2 separate regions of the Capra hircus genome follow, and region 2 is linked to region 1. The links are chromatin contacts, called in public Hi-C maps. All regions are on one chromosome and are shown on one strand. Each heading gives the region's core, a stretch centred on a gene start, on an enhancer-like site or on the middle of the called end of the contact. The rest is flanking DNA. Distances are from core to core; before and after follow the strand shown.

Region 1 (3,194 bases), core at 469-2,968:
TGCCTAGAAAAGGTGCAGAGACGCATTTCATGTAGAGGAAATGTGGGTAAGTCCAAGTAGCATAGATGAGAACAATGGCATGTGGGCATTATTATAAACACTATTGTAGCGAATTACATGATTAAGTGATGACATGATATTTAGGGGGCAAAGGCACAAATGACGGTTCGGTCCCATAATGGAATCTGGACGTCGGACAGTGAGAGAAACTGGAAATCACCTGTCCGAACTTTAAAGAAAAAAATTAACGCTTTCAACAGGTAGACATATAGAACTGAAAATCATGTCAAATTAGGGATTTTAAAGTAAGTTTTAGCTTTTAGGGGATGAGAACCGTCCTTGGACCTGCATATAAAAAGTTATTTCTGTATTAAGTCATTTGACTTCAGTACCCATTTTCAAAATTATATTATGAGTGAAAGTTTCACAGGTATGTAGTAAATGCCTAAACTTTCACAGAAATATATAGTAAATGTGTCAGGGTCTCTATTCACAACTTTCTAGATGACTGTAAATTGAAGTCAGAAGACCTGACAGTTGCCACTAGGTACCCTGGGGTCTGAGCCCACCTCTGCCCTCTGGACGCAACCAGAGCCCGCTCCCCTTGTCCGCATCTCTCTTGCTGAGTTCTACATGGTGCTGTCCCCTCCCCTCCTCCTGGGAATGGCTGAAGTGTCCCTGGGGGGGCCCCTTCTTGACCACACTGTAGAGACCATACTGTCTGATCTTCCTTTCCCTTGTTCCACCTTTCTCCCCTGTTCATAACCCCTCAGCTGGAGGCTTGAGAGGAAATTCTTTCACATGATTAAAATTCACAACTCACAAATTTAGAAACTTCATTTTACAGTAACATAAAAAGCACATTTCTCCTCATTTTTGTAGTTCTGATATTGGTGTAATTGTTTAAATGTTTGGGCTCATTGAGGTGGTTTCTGTCACATTAAAATGGGAACTGTTCTTTACACATCAGTGTTATTCTCTAATTCATTGATTGATCATAGTCACCTGGGATCATTATAAAAACAAACCCATAACATCAAGAGTATATTGGATTCTTTCTTTGATCTGAGTGTATTCATCTCCTGAAAATGAACCTAGCTGTATCCTTACATATGTGCTTTTCTCTACACACATCATACTTTACTAGAAGCTCTATATATGCATAAAGTATACGTATACATCCATGCACACACATATATGTTCATAAACATGAACACACATACATATTTATACACATACATTACAAAACAGGGTGGAACCTGAGTCAGTATTCTAAAGATGTTTGTCAGACAGTTCTTATCAGTCAGGATTGGAAACTACTGAAATAGAACATGGCTCTGGTGGTGTTCAGGGACTGAGTCGGTGCCTCTGAGTATTTATGTATATGTATATTATTGTACAGAGAATTTATAAAAATACTTCTTATTTGACAAATGATGAAATGGACTTAGCTGCAAGTTCCTGATAGAAACTTAAGGGCTCTTACTCATCATCCAGGGCTGTTTGCACTGTAGTTCATTGTGAGATTATAGGTGAGTCAAGGGTTAGTCTTTTTCTCCCTCTTTTAATGTCAGGAAAGGTTGCCTTTAATTGAGGAAGATGCAGACCTTGTGAGCGTGGTTCCTTCCTCAGCTTGTGTGCGCAGAGCAGCTCCCGAGAGTGGACAGGACAGGCTTGAGGGCACAGCTGCCTTGGGGCTGTGGCCGTCAGGTGCTGATGTGCTGTGACGGGGTGCAGGCGGCTAGCAGGCGAGTTGCCACTGTGTGCATCTTGCTCCTTGCCACAGGCTTGGGCCATGTTTAAGGAGAAGGCTGGTTATTTTGATTAGTCACAACTAAATGTCCTTCATTCCAGTGATGATCAGTTTCTACAACAGAGAATAGGCATATGCCTTTGTGTGTGAGTAGTAGAGTAAACGGGGAGGAGTGCACTTATCTTTTTATTGGAAAAAAATTTAATGCAACACACAAGCAAGTGTAAATCTAACAGTTAAATGGTTAGCCCTGGAAGGCGTGATGGCCTGCCTACTCTTAGAGGAGGGCCCTGTGGCACTGAGGTGGGGGAGGATGTGTCCAGAGTCATGTCTGCTGATTCTGGGTGGACCAGGTAGGAATAGATGCTCGAGGTTGGATGCCACTGTGTGTGGCTTAGTGAGGTGCTCGTGTTTCTTATTTCGCTTGATGAGATTGTCTGTGAGATTGGGCTGGATTTGTAGTGTTTACTTGGGTGCAGAGGGTGGGGGGAACTTTTTCTCTAAAGTGGGCTTTTAACAAAACTACATTAAGAAATGGCATTGTCATAAAGGAAGCATATTTTATCCCTGACAAGGAGGGACTGGTGCTTTCATCATAGCCTGACTGAGTCTCTGGCTGAGTCTCAGCCCACTACTCCCACCTCGAGATATCACAGGGATCATTGAAATGTTGTAGTGATGTCTGTGCCCACCAGGTGGCACAATTGCTTTACCTAACCGATTCAAGCTCATTTTGATTCTCAGCGAGTTATGGTGATGATTCATTTCTTATTTTAATAGCTCAAGGAGATGCCACAATATTTGTTATCATATTCTTGAAGAAAACTTTAGCATGCTGTTTTTGAGTTACGAGAGAGAAAGTGGTACCGTATTTCCTTTGCAGCACCTGAAGCTATAGAAAATATGATGATAAAAACTTTACAGCTGTCCTAGGGCTATGGGTTTGTCCTCAGCAAAGGTGTCAGCCTCTTGCTCTGCATAGACTGTGCAGGATCACAAGTATTCCAAGTCGCTGCAGTATCTGGGGAGGGAAGGGTGAGTTAAGGTTACTGTGGCAGTTTTCTTCTGCATTCTTCCCAGTTTTGCAGTCGAATTTGAGATTCTTACTAATGGTACTGGGAGCGTTCAGATCATCAAGTTAGAACATGAATATAGAAACCTATGAAGCTTTGCTCAAGGCAGTCATCTGTCTGTTAGCTTCTGACTCCGTCACTTCCTTCATCAACCACAGTTTTGTTTTCTTGACTCCATTCAAACGGAATAGACTGTGTTGCTGCCTTGCTCAGCATTCTCTGCCATGGAGCTGTCCTTATCTGAAGTGAGCTTCTCCTGTCTCCCTTACTCAGGAGAGAGGATTGCTAACCGAGGTTTAACTTGATGGGTCCTGGGGCCAAACACTGGGGGTGCATTGATACAAGAGTCCTGTCTCTGCCTTTACCAG
Region 2 (3,194 bases), core at 331-2,830, 200 kb after region 1:
CTCTTGATGAAAGTGAAAGAGGAGAGTGAAAAAGTTGGCTTAAAGCTCAACATTCAGAAAACGAAGATCATGGCATCTGGTCCCATCACTTCATGGGAAATAAATGGGGAAACAGTGGAAGCAGTGACAGACTTTCATTTTTTGGGCTCCAAAATCACTGCAGATGGTGACTGCACCCATAAAATTAAAAGACCCTTGTTCCTTGGAAGGAAAGTTATGACCAACCTAGCCAGCTTATTAAAAAGCAGAGACACTAACTTTGCCAACAAAGGTCCATCTAGTCAAATCTATGGTTTTTCCAGTGGTCATGTATGGATGTGAGAGTTGGACCGTAAAGAAAGCTGAGCGCCAAAGAATTGATGCTTTTGAACTCTGGTGTTGAAGAAGACTCTTGAGAGTCCCTTGGACTGCAAGGAGATCCAACCAGTCCATCCTAAAGAAAATCAGTCCTGAATATTCATTGGAAGGACTGATGTTGGAGCTGAAACTCTAATACTTTGGCCACCTGATGCCAAGAACTGACTCATCCAAAAAGACCCTGATACTTGGAAAGATTGAAGGCGGGAGGAGAAGGGGACAACAGAGGATGAGATGGTTGGATGGCATCACCAACTCAATGGACATGAGTTTGAGTAAATTCTAGGAGTTGGTGATGGACAGGGAGGCCTGGCTGTAGTCCATGGGGTCGCAGAGAGTCAGACATGACTGAGCGACCTAACTGAACTGAATTGATCCAGCTCAACACGCCATCCATACATGACACATCCACTTAATACTGACAGTTTATCTTTCACCCACCAGCCATCCATTTGTCCAATCACATTCCACTTTCCACCCTTCCACTATTCTTCATCCAGGGACCATCCACTTTCCATCACCTATCTTCCGGTCTGCTCTATCCATCCACCCAGCGTCTGTGATCATCCATTTAGCCATCCACCACCTGTGAACAGCTATCTGCATTCACCTGCCACTCATCACATCTTTTCACCAGCAACCATCGAGCCTCTGCCCACCATCCACCATCTAGTCATTCATGCAGCTCTCTGCCACCCAACGCTCATCAGTCACACACCAGTCATCCTCCAGCCACCATCACTCCATTGCTGTCCACTCATTCATTCACTCACCATTTCCCATCAGTCCATTCCTCATCCATCCAGGGGCCAGCACAATACCCTCCATCACGCAGCATGCATCCAAGCTCATCTTCCCACCATCCTCCACACACCAGACACCAGGTGCCACCCGTCTGCCACCATCCACAGTCCACCAGCCTAGGAGGCAGGAGGGCCTGCCTGGACCCGGCCCCTGGACAAGCCAACACCCGGCCCCGAAATGCAGGCAGCTGGGTGCAGCCCGAGCGGCATCTGGGGCAGAGAGGCGCCCCGCCCCCAGCGCACCGTTTCCTTGGGAAGTGGTCCCCACAAGCCCCCTTTCTGAGCGCCCACGGTCCTCAGGTCCTGGAGCTGGGTGTGTGGGAGGGGCCCAGGAGTCGCTGCGGGCGGGTCGGGGGTGAATGTGTAACCCTCCCGGCTGCCCCCACCCCGCCCGGTCACGTGGGCCCCGCGGGGCAAAGTCTCAGGGTCCGAGACGCCGAAGTCCGGCGGGATGGGCGCGCGGGGCCGGGTGCTGCTGTGGCTGCAGCTGTGCGGTAAGGGAGTTGGGGGGTGGCGCGCCGGGGGCCCGACGCACCCGGAGACCCGTGTCCCCGAGGGGTGCGCGGCGGGAGCGCGAGGGGCTGCGAAAGCCGGCCGGCCGCCTGGCCCCTCCTTGCGCAGCGCCCGCGGGGCCGAGTGGGAGGCTCCCCGGAGCCGCAGGGCCAGACCGACGGCCGGCCGCGCCCGCCCTCCGCCCCTACCCCCGCCCCGAAGCTGGCCCCCGGCCCCAGGGTGTGCGCCTCTGACCCCCGCGTGGCCCGTAGGCGGGGGCGCGTCCTCGGAGCGGCCCCCTACGCCCCGGAGCTGTGAGAACTGCAGCCCGTCCCCGTTCCCCTCTCTCAGCCCCGGGCAGATCCGGCCTGCCGCCCGCCCCCGCCCGGTCCCCCAGTTTCTTCCCCTGGGCCGAGGCCTCCCTGCCCCGATGGCCTCAGTCCTGTGGTTGCCACCATTCTGGCAGGGCGAACTGGGGGCGGGCAAGGAGGCGATCTTGGGGCGGTGAGTCCCTGAGGAAGGCAGGTTTGAACCGGCTCTGCAGATTCAGTAGAAGTTGGGGAGCCTCAGGGCCTGGACCCTCTAGCTCCAGGTCTCTCTGGGTGAGGTCATCCTTCCTGGGCACTGGGGGTTCCAGGCAGGAACCCCAGCGCTCAGCCGGCCCCTCCCCAGCCCTGACTCGGGCCACCTACAAAGTCTGGGTCCCCAACACCAACTTTGACGATGCCGCCAACTGGAGCCAGAACCGGACCCCATGCACGGGTGCTGCTGTTGAGTTCCCAGCGGACAAGGTGCTTGACCCCACTCCTGGGGCCCAGGGTGGGGGCTGGGTCCCGGCGTGATCCAGGCCCCGGGACCCCAGTGATGGGGGGCACTTGCTGACATCCCTGCCGCCTGCAGACGCTGTCGGTCCTGGTTCGAGAAGGTCACAGCATCTCAGACATGGTGAGCAGGGCTGGGAATGGGCCCCTAGTGGGAAGGGGGCCTGTGGGTCCCGCCCTGGTCAACTCGAGGCCTCTTCCTGACCGGCCTCCACCTGGGGGACAGACCCTTCAATCCACTAGCTCTTACCCTGTGGAGGGGTTTTTGGAAGGGTGGGGAACCACATGGGAGGGGACACCAGTCGTACAGTCGCAGCCCAGGCTGCGCCCAGCTTCGGAAGGGGTGTGGGGGCACCTCCTGTCTCTCCTGCCCCTGCCTTCGCCCAGGAGCCTGTCCTCTCCAGGTTTGCCCCAGGGAAGCCCCCCTCCCCACCCCACCAAAGCCTTTCCCTGTCCTGTGCATCGGAACTCCGTCAGGGGACCTTTTTCTCAAACTGATTCACAGTGTGAGTTCCAGGGTGGGGTCCTCACCCAGAGGCCACTGGACTTTATGGGTGAGCAGGGGCCACTGGTAGCCTAGGAGGCCTGGGCACCACTCACTCTGCTGTCCAGATGCAGGGGCTGGGTACCCCTTATTTCCACCTGGAGGCAGCTAGGTTAATTGATGGTTTTCAAAAGCGGCATTAATTCTGGGAGTCTGGCCCCATGGGGGGACAGGGCA

Evidence for each region. Hi-C and Micro-C count contacts between places; a contact is called where the count stands out from the background.
Region 2: a Hi-C map of blood shows a contact between it and region 1, with 6 times the contacts expected there. The contact joins the promoter of AMN here to the enhancer-like site in region 1. A contact is called at or near these places in 2 of 5 Hi-C or Micro-C datasets (both in blood).

What each region holds. Positions count from the first base shown.
Region 1 is chr21:66,674,228-66,677,421 of ARS1.2, forward strand. The region is part of intron 3 of RCOR1 (REST corepressor 1); the gene reads left to right. Among named protein-coding and RNA genes, the nearest start is that of TRAF3, 74 kb to the right of the region's middle. Within about 2 kb of position 1,719, at least 1 of the 5 cell types and tissues checked has an H3K27ac peak or open chromatin away from gene starts, as enhancers often do.
Region 2 is chr21:66,871,179-66,874,372 of ARS1.2, forward strand. It overlaps AMN (protein amnionless), which reads left to right and starts at 1,581. Exons shown (of 12, transcript XM_018066053.1): 1 at 1,581-1,654; 2 at 2,325-2,443; 3 at 2,553-2,597. The coding sequence starts at 1,612.